Regions from separate parts of the Mus musculus genome. Here region 1 is linked to region 2. A link is a contact called in public HiChIP or PLAC-seq data. All regions are on one chromosome and are shown on one strand. The core of a region is the stretch at or near the end of the contact, and the rest is flanking DNA. Distances in the headings are between cores, read along the strand shown. Region 1 has its middle 56 kb from the start of 8030451A03Rik. Region 2 has its middle 11 kb from the start of Gm42294.

Evidence for each region. HiChIP or PLAC-seq counts read pairs in DNA pulled down with a chosen protein or histone mark.
Region 1: a contact with region 2 is called in a BATF HiChIP or PLAC-seq map of CD8 T cells, with 7 read pairs. The contact joins two enhancer-like sites. A contact is called at or near these places in 3 of 15 datasets of contacts at CTCF or cohesin (CD8 T cells and the NIH/3T3 cell line), 13 of 484 Hi-C or Micro-C datasets (CD8 T cells, the CH12 cell line, the HPC-7 cell line and 9 more), 8 of 115 datasets of contacts at active chromatin or transcription factors (CD8 T cells, the NIH/3T3 cell line, Th17 cells and 5 more) and 1 of 9 other capture datasets (macrophages).

Annotation. Positions count from the first base shown.
Region 1 is chr4:63,926,221-63,931,376 of GRCm38.p6, forward strand. No RefSeq gene overlaps it. Among named protein-coding and RNA genes, the nearest start is that of 8030451A03Rik, 56 kb to the right of the region's middle. Within about 2 kb of position 2,146, at least 10 of the 459 cell types and tissues checked have an H3K27ac peak or open chromatin away from gene starts, as enhancers often do. A contact at or near this core is called in CD8 T cells and the CH12 cell line, where this site is marked.
Region 2 is chr4:63,683,144-63,687,963 of GRCm38.p6, forward strand. No RefSeq gene overlaps it. Among named protein-coding and RNA genes, the nearest start is that of Gm42294, 11 kb to the right of the region's middle. Within about 2 kb of position 3,213, at least 15 of the 459 cell types and tissues checked have an H3K27ac peak or open chromatin away from gene starts, as enhancers often do. A contact at or near this core is called in CD8 T cells and the CH12 cell line, where this site is marked.

The sequences.
Region 1 (5,156 bases), core at 896-3,395, 240 kb after region 2:
GACTTACCTGGTGTCTTCTCAAGTGCCTTATTGGCAATACACTCTGTGACATCGTGACTGAAAGCTTGGTGTTTGCAATCAGAGCAACCTGGCCTTTAGAACCCAGCTTCTAGCCACCATTCACATATCAGGAACAGTTTCATCTCCACCCAGACTCTCTTGTCTTGTTTCTGCTCCACCTATCCCAACCTGTTCACTGCAACCCAAGTGACTGGTCTGTGCCTATAACTGGCATTTCAAAACCAATTCCTTTTTTTTTTTTTTTTGGTCAGTTCTAAGTTTTCTTTGTTCATTATGCATTGCGTTTCTACTCTAGGAAAACATTAAAGCTCAGGAATGAATAAGTGAAACGTGACAGCATTCTTTACAGCAGGAAGAATGAGCTGCATCTATCTGTATGCAGATAATGAAGATAAATCTGTAGTCCATCCCCATGAGAAAGATGAGCATGGTGTAGTTACTAATCCCTCTATTCATGCTCACTCTGGGAACTAGAGAGAGGAAACTAAGTTGAGACTTATTTACTAAAATAAGGCTTCACTGTGGAGCCTAGAATGGCCTTAACCGCCAGATCCTCTTGCTTTGGGATTCCAAGTGCGACAATTACAGTGCATGCCACCATGCCCAGCAGTAGGCTGCAGTTGAGGGGATCAGTAGACATCACATCCTCTTATTTGTTCAAGTTAGAAGTCACTGCACTCTAGAGACACAGATAAAGTTCTGTGTGTCTCTTCCTGAGTGCCTTTCATGTAGACAGAATTGAGGAAATGGCCTACCCTTTCACTATCCAGTAAAAGCAAGAAGGGAGTAAATCAAACCAAACCAAACCAAACCAAACCAAACCAAACCAAACCAAACCAAACCAAACCAAACCAAACCAAACCAAACCAAACCAATCCAAACCACCAACCAACCAAAAAGAAAACTAACATCACAAACAAACAAACAAACAAACAAACAAACACCAAGGTACCAGATGCAAACTCTGTCTCTAATTATGTTTCTGAGGAGCCCTGGTGTCTTTTACCTTTCATTCTCTGGAGGAATGACCTAGAAGACTGGTTAAGCTGGTTGATGGTTATTGGGGTGATGCAGGTCCACTGTTCTCTAGACTTGCCTATAGTCTTATGTTTTAGAATATATGGATTGGATGAGTACTGTTTTGCTCATGTTTTTTGGGTGTGGTTCTCCACAAACTCACAAATAGGAAGTGAAGCAGTAAGGTTTTCACATATCAGGACCCAAGAGTTTCAACCAGCAGTTAGGGCCTCTTGCCTTTTATGTAGCCCTCCTGGGCTCTGGGCTTGGAGGGTCAGGCTCCTAGGTTTTAGACTTTCATTTCAAGTTGTCATTGTCTTCTAAGTAACTTTTTTCCACAGCTTGTCACAGAACTGGTTTTCCTGAATCATGCTCTTTGTCTCTCAGCACTGAGATCTCGGTCACCTTTGTGTATGGTGACACTTCTTCCTCTCGTGAACACACATTCACCTGAAGACCAGAATGCCGTAGCTGATTTACCACTGTAGCTTGTTCATCACGATCAGATCACTGGCTTCTTTCTTAAGCACTTCCAACCCATTTCCTACTCTGCCAGGGAATGGGTGGAGCTGCGCAAGTGTCTCTTCCACTGGGTGGGAAAATAGCAAGGGAGACTTCTGTTCTTTTCATTCTGTTTTGGTACATGGATAACAACGAAGTTTGCCAGTGTTCTGTAAGCACATTTGGGCCTCAGGACTTATAACCTTTTCCCTTGTTTCTGAGTCTCCCCCACCCTGCGACTTTGTTTTCTACAGGGATTCAGGAAAAGTGTTTACACCAGTGTTCTGCAAAAGGTGCAATGAAAAGCATCAGAAGGCTGTTTTTTTTTTTTTTTTTTTTTCATTTTTGCCTTCTTGGATTCCTGGATCACAGATGGGAAAGCAAGTTCCTTTAGTTAACCCTTCATCTTTGCCTATCAATCACACAGACCTGTCACTCATAGCTCTGGATGTATAAGTATCTGTGGCTACTTAACTACTGTGTCTCTTTCTTAACTCAAACCATCTGCCTTTCTCTGTCCCAGCTTCTGTCTCTCTACTCTGTCCTTCCTCCAAGGTGATAAACCAAGAGTTTACAGTAAAAGCACAGGAAGAACCAAGTGATGCATTCTCTTTAGGAAAGTACCTGGTCCCCTGGGGAGCAGGGGGCAGTGCTGGGAGCCTCTTCCTCCCCTCCTGAGTTGTGGCTCCTGAGGACTTTCAGTACAGACCCAGCAACCCACCCTCAGTCTTTGATGTGGCTTAATGAATACTTGATGCACAGTGGCCCAAATTTTGAGCCACGAAAACCCTTTCTACTTCTTGCAGGAGACCCTGGGACTCACAGGGCTTTGCCTACAACTCAACATTGTCCAGAACTCGCTCTCAGGACTGTTCCTAGTTGCAAGGATCTCAACTTGTGGTAAGACTGTAGGCATTTAATCAGAGCAGGTTGGGTGGTTAACTGCTGTCTGCTCAAACTATAGTTGAAGGCTCATTTTCTTTATATTCTCTTTTCTTTTCCATTTCATCCTATTTTTCCCTTCTCTTTTGGCTACCTGCCTCTATTTCCCTTTTAGAAGAAAACTTATTTCCAGTGGAACTTCCTAATGCCTAACATTTCCAAGACTAAAGGAGGGACTTTCAGGAGTATCCTGAGCAGAAGAAAGAGTAGGGAGGACAGTAGGGGATAGTCATTCCAAGGCTTGTCCTAAATGATGCTATTTCCTGCTACAGATGCCTAGATTCAGTGATTTATTTTGGCTTGGGTTTTGACCTTTCTTTCAGATCCCTAGATTCAAAGCATCTGTCCCCTTCCTCCTAGGTGTGGCTGGCAGAAGTGCCCTCTTTCCCTGAGGACTGAGCTCTTTGCTCAAAACTCATCTAGAATAGAGGCCAGTTGTCTTCTTTCTTTTAGATAGCCTCCTGAAAGTCTTCCCCTCCTCACTTTCCTGTAACCCATCCTGAGGGAATACATGGTACTGATTCATGTCCAGGTCTCTGAGAGCACTTGGTATGGTGGTAGCAATGGGTTTCTCAGTATCTGTTCGCTATTGTTGGTTTTGGTTGGTTCAGCATAGGGCAGACAAGGAAGCAGACAAGAGTCTTGTCTTGGAAGAGCTTTCTGACCACATCTCCAGAGATTTTGTCTGAGTGCTTTGGGTGGATGTGGTGACCTCTTAGTCTTCAGTAAACCCCAATTCCCAGAGTTGTCCTCCTCTTTGTCGCACAGCCAATGTTCTTTCTTTATGAAGTGTTCTTCTCCTCTGCCAGTACTGTCTCTGCTTTGAACTACATTCTGGGCTATTCTAAACACCATCTAAGAGGATCAACCTTAAGATTGTAGTTAACTTCTGTCAGGATTAGGGCTCAAACTTAAATCTATTTGACCTCAAAACAGTGTTGGTGACTCATCCCTTTCCTAACGCTGTGGAGTAGGAAGACCTGCTCAGGTTACATGGACAGCAGCTGGAGGCTGGAGCTTCCCTGCATTGCTGTGCTATGTACTCAGCTCTATAAAAGTGAACATCACTTGTGCTTTGAGAGTATGGGCTAATACTTATAGGATAGTGTTTGTCCCTGCCTAGACCCGGTACCACCTCTGTTATATCATCCTACTCCTGTCTCCTACCCTCTGAGGATCCTAAGATTCTAGAGAGTCACAGGCTTGACCTTCTGCCACCAAGCTGTCAGGGAATAGCTCATCATCAGCAATAGGCACGCTGGGAATGACATAATAGGATGTTTCTGTTTTCACTTTTTCAGTGAAGAAACTCCTTATCTTCATAGTAATTTCTGGGACTTCAATAACTCCATCCCCTCTGTGCCTGCTGGATAGCACTATAGATGCAAACATCTGGCGCATCAGAGATAGAAACTCTCAATAATCCTTGGTATTGATTTAATTGGCAAATCAAATGAGGTTCATTATTGTCCATGGTAGGTAGGGGGAAAATGTATGCTCACACACAGAAGGAAAACAACCTGGTTCTAATTATAGGGTTGCATGTTTCCAATGGGCCTCTGCATCTCTGACCCCATGGCTATACATCCCATACATTAGGTCAGCATGACTCAGTCACTAAGTAACTCTGCCCTAGGGTCTGCGAATCGGTTTCAGGAAAGCATTTTAGGTTTCCAGCGATTTAGGGTGTGGGTGACCTGAGATGCTTGTAGAGGGGAGACAGGATAAGAGAGGGTATTCATGTAGGGGAGGCCAATGGGAATTTAGTACTTGGGACTTTGAAGACACCTGAGTCAGCTTTTCAGACTTTCTGAATAGCAAACAATTATTATTGAGAACCTACTGTCTGATCCTTGAAAGTCTCCTGGAAAGTTTATACTTGTATTTATATTTTATATGGATAAATAGTTGTGTTATTCATATATTTCCAAACAGGATGGTCCAAATAGCCAGTTTTGTTTTATTTTCATTTTTAAAATAACATTTCTTCCCTAAGCCCTTGATCTCTTCTCTCTGTGATAACAATTTATATATTTTAACCAATGTGCCTGGTCCATAGATAAGCTTTATATTTACCTAGATTACTAGGTAACGGACTGATGAATACTGCATTTATTTTCTTATTCTCTCACTCAGTTTCCTAAGACTCTGTTCATATTCTAACTGCCGCCTAACTTGCCTCTGGGTGAAGCCACCTTACCCTACTCTTACCTTTTCCTAGGGATGGTTTGGGTATTGTCTCCCCCCTCTGCCGCTGGAAACAGTGATCAGTGACTTCTCTATGAATGTTCTCCATAGACCTTTTCCCATGGTTTAAAATGAGCCACTTTCCATGGACACAGATGGTTCAAGGTGCTTCACAGGCAGTTATTTGGTGCCTGCAGCCACATGTGCTCTCAGCTTGTTATTCATAAACCACCACAACCTGTTTTGCTAGCTGAATACTTTTTTTTTTTTTGCATTAGATAAGAATGGAGCTCTGAACTAAACTATTTGCAGGCAGCACACTCTAGCTAAAATTTAATTATGTTGAAAATTCAATTAAAATATAATTTAACAAAAGGTACTTATTCAAATGGTGCCTTCTATTACTAATAAGCATAGCTGGTTTTTCCTTTTAAAGAAATGGCATTCCATATTTAAAAGAATCTAAAATGTCACTGATTACAAAAACA
Region 2 (4,820 bases), core at 1,963-4,462:
CCAGGCTAGCCAGGGATACCCAGCAGGACTCTGTCTCAAAAACATGAAACAGCCGTTCTTCCTTCTCTTCGCGCCCCACAAGCAACTTCCGACTTATGGAGCTTGCCTTTGACCTTCATCACAGCGGTGTGCTTACACAACCATTTTGTAAGTTCCTTTCCACCCGCACTCCTAGGGTTTATTCCTGTTGCTATAGTTATATTTCATTTCCTCTGCCAAACGGTAGTCCACTGTGTAAATGTCGCACGGTGTGTGTTTAGTGTCTGGTAGTAGGCGCTTAGTTTCTCTGTGTATTCTCGACAATATTACTTAGGCTATTCTCACATACACTCCTCTGGGAAGCAGCTGTGACTCTTGCTAACGTTTTTAAAACTGTAAGGAAGGTGCACACGTGTAATGTGTGGTTGAAAACATTCTGCTTGCTTCGAATTAAACAAGTGAATTGTTTTCTTGGTACGGAACAATTAAACCTTAGGGCATTCCAGAAGGCTAATATTTCATTGTACAAAATAACAAGTTCCTGCAATTAATTTCTTAAAATAAAGGTGTCCTGGGAATCTTTAACTCTGCAGCTTTCATTGAACTGTTTTTAAAAATTCTTATTTAGGTTTCATAATCTTAGAGAGTTTGTATCCTGGCTTCTTAACCAGACAAGAAGCTATGTGGGGATGTAGAAAACATAAGGACGTATCCCTTCCATTAATGGGGAAGAAATGGAGACTCAGCAACATTAAGAAATCTGAACAACAGAACTGGGCATCGATCCAAAGCCAACTCATGTCTCCCCATCTGGTGCTGAGGGCATGGTTGGTACCCTCCTCTCCTTGGTCTGCTCCTACCCTTGCTGCTGTGGATGGCATAGGAGGAAAGGAAATCTGCATTCAAGAGGCTGACTCTCCAAGAATCGCTACTATTTCTTCGCATGTGTGCGTGCTCATGTATGTGTGTTTCTGTGAGTTCCTATGAAGATCGGAGGTCTGTCAGACCTGGGATTTACCCAGGTGCATTCCACCTTGATATGGGAGGCAACATCTCAATGGCTTGGATCTTTTCAAGTACAACAGGTCATCTGGCTAGTGGGCCTCAGTTTTCCACCTGTTTCCACATTCCTCACAGTGGGATTAAAAGCCCACTAAACACCATGGGCCACTCTGCTAGGAGTCTGAGTTTATTTTTTGTATCAATCCATGCAATGTGGATCTTGCTATCTGTATTTCCCAAGTTAAGGAGAATGAAGCTGAGAACAAGTGATTCTAAAGCAAAGCTCAGTACTCCTGTCACACCCTATTCTATCGCAGAGCTCAGTACTCCTGTTACACCCTATTCTATCGCAGAGCTCAGTACTCCAGTCACACCCTATTCTATCGCAGAGCTCAGTACTCCAGTCATACCCTATTCTATCACAGAGTTCAGTACTCCAGTCACACCCTATTCTATCGCAGAGCTCAGTAGTCCAGTCACACCCTATTCTAACTTCCCTACTCCTCACAAATTAGCCTGTTTTCTTCACTCCAGAGTGAAGAGACAGCAAACCTGGCCCTGATAAGTGCTGCCTTCCACTGGACTTTGATGGAGCACGCACATCTTTGTTGTTGGAAGCAGAGCGATGACATCAATGGCTGCAATAACCATAAAGTTTTGACTGATGTGCATTTGTGAGGACACAGCCCTGGACTCACACTCACACTGAGCCCTCTGTGATCTTTTTTTTTTTTTTTTTTTTAACTCTCTGGCTGGACTATAAGAAGTGTATTCACGCGGCATTTGAAAGAGAGAAGGGAGGGGCATGTGGGAGGGTTGGAAGGAGGAAAGGGAAGAGAGAAATGTTTTAGTTATAATATAATCTCATAAACAGAAAAAAAGAATGGGGTATGTGCAGTTGAGTGGGCTTGAGTTCAAATATTCATGAGTGTGACCTTGAATGGATTACTTAAGTTCCTCAGCCTCAAGTTATTTCACTTGCAAACTGGGGACAGTGAGGAGAGCCTTCCTCACAGGGTTCTTATGACCGTTAACCCGTGCAAACCTCTTCAAAGAGCACTACTGTAAATACTCAGTATTAGCTACTGGTGTTGTTGAGTGCCTGCTAACAGAGTAGATCATTGAAGCAGGCCAACATCCAGGCTCCTGTCGAGGATGAATGATTCTGTGACCCATCACAGAGGGGAGGGGAGTAAATGACACGAACATGGTGTTCTCATGGAGTCAATTAGACTCTTACAATAACCCTGCAAAGCTGACCGAGTCTACTAGATGCCCCATTATCTAGAAAGCTACGTCTGGTGACCAACTCAAGATCCTCCCTTCTTTTTTCCCTTCCTCCCTCTCTTTGTTGCTATGGAAAACAGATTTGTATATATTTGTGGCCCTGATGTCTCAGTGTCTGTGAACATTGTAATATATTAACTCAGGTTGAACAAACACACAGATGACTTTACATCCCCCTCACCCCATGTTTTTTCCTGAGGACAGAGCTTACCGTCTGCCATGTGGGATGTATTCTTTCCTATGATTTCCGTTTGAAGAGACCAGATATTAAAAAAAAAATCAAAAGGAGCACTCTGTCCCTATTGTAAAGACCCACCACATTTCCCATCTCTCTGACTTTAATTAATATGGCAAAATGGGACTGTCAGATGTCTTAAGTAAACTTTGTTCCAATTGATGTAGTTCACTTGTGCATGAAGGGGATTTGCTTTGAAACCCTTTGGACTTATCTTCAAGGGCAGAGATCGATGTGTGAATTCAAGGATCTTTCTCTAGTTCCTGGGGAAGTTGGGCACTCTGTTATTCCTTTCTCTGAGAACTCTCCAGTTATGCTTGGGACTGCATCCATGTTTCCAAGAAGTTGCCATAGTTATAGCAGTTTGTTAGTATGAAAACCACAACACTAACACAGTACATTCTGCTGAGAAGAAGGGTTACTTTTTTGCCAGTTACAACTGGGTGGGGAATTACCCGGTTTTGGCTGGAATTTAGCTCCAGTGCTATGGCTGATAGTGTCCTTGAGCTGTATCAAGGAGTCAGGAGCATGTGAGCAGGACCCCACAGTGAGGGGAAGGTTTGGTGTTCTATGTGGAGGGGTTCATGAGACTGAGATCTGGCCCTGGCTCTAACATTTGTTCTTGGTGTGACCTTGGTCATGGACCTCTCTTTTAGACTGTTTCTGTGTCTCAGGTCAATGAAGTTGTTAGAGAGCTTGTCCAGCAGAGGGTGATATTCCTCCTATTTTGGCTGGGCCCTACTCTGAGAAGCCAGATCACTTACTGCCCTGGGGGAGGAATCCATGATCTAGTCCCTGGTGGAGCTAGATCCCATGTGGGTTTTTAGATTTGTAGCTGGCCAGAGTTCTGCACAATATTGTTGTTGTTGTTGTTAAACCTCACATCATCTTCTAGGTTGTGTATTAGCCTTCCATTTCCCAGGCCAGGGAATTGTCGGGTTCCAAAGCAACTCAGGTCAATTGGCTAGCCATGGTGCCTGTTAGCATACCACAAAGCAGATGCTGGCCCCCAGGATCACCCATTACCTGTGGCTTCTCTTAGCTCTCCTTGCTCTGTTTAGTACCCTGAACCTCTCCAACCCATAGACTCCCCTTCCCTTCTCAAGCTTTCTCCCTTATATAACCCTGGCATTTCAGCCACAGGTTCCATTGGTTCTGTTGTCCTTGGTCTTCTTTTCTTGTTCTCTGCCCTCCCCTCCTAGACCCCATGGCCTGGTCCAATCTGCTGGCCATGTTTTCTGTCTACTGCTTTCTCTCCGTGCTCTGGACTCTTGCAGGTGCCTCTGGCTGTACTCTTCCTCACATCTACGATAAATACCTTCTCCTCAACCATACCTTGGAGCAGCCATATCTTCATTTCGCCCTTGAAGCACCTTGGGGAATTGAGAGGACCTGCCTAGGATCCTGCTGGGCCTTTTTCCCATGGACTGCATCAGGTAGCCATTGTTTGTAAAGAGCTTCTGTTGACCATAGAAGATCCTTGACACATATACTGAGGAGGGCAGAACATGAAATCCTATTAGAGTTCAGGGGGAGCCTCACTGTGTAGCTCCATACAATCTCCTTTCCCATAAAGCTTTCCTTTTTTTTAGTGAAGGGTCTGTGAAATGTGACCTCAGGAAGGACAGCAATGGCCCCACGTTGCAGACAGTGGAATCCACTCTAACTTACCTAAGTAGCAAATGGGAATTTTTAGAGGATATCAGGAAACTCTCAGAATCTCCAGAGGAGCCAGAGGAGAAAATTTGAAATGGTGTAGCCATAAATAGTGCCCAGCCACGCTGTGGGGGCTTTTCTGGAAAAAAATCACCACTTACACAACTTCTCAGTAATTGGGATTTTGACACTGTCCACCCCATGGAAGCTAAGACTGAGTGAGGCCTTCTGTGTGGAGGGGTCCGGCTGGACACGTAGCTTGATTCAAATCTCCCTGTGGATCGACTTTACAGCGAAGGAATGCAGGCTGCGAGAGAGTGTAAGGTTTGCTCAGTTAAACCTCGCTGACTTCCAGGGTTGAGTGTGAGGACTTCCAGCTGGAGCTAGGAGTTGCCCTGAGTCATTAAAGGGCATTTTCTAAGAGAGGAGCAGCACCGCTGGCTTCTCTTTTTAATCCTCTTAAATATAGTACTTTGGAAGGAACACAGCCGAAGGAATATTAATTTCTTGTTTCATTTTGTTGGTGCTGGGGACTGAGGCTAGGTTGTCACTCCTGCTAGGAAAGTGTCTGCAACCGAGCAGTTCCCAGCTCTTACAATTTTTTGTCTTTCTTTAAGTTTGAGATGGCTTTGCTAAGTTGCTTGGGCAACTTAAGCCTTCA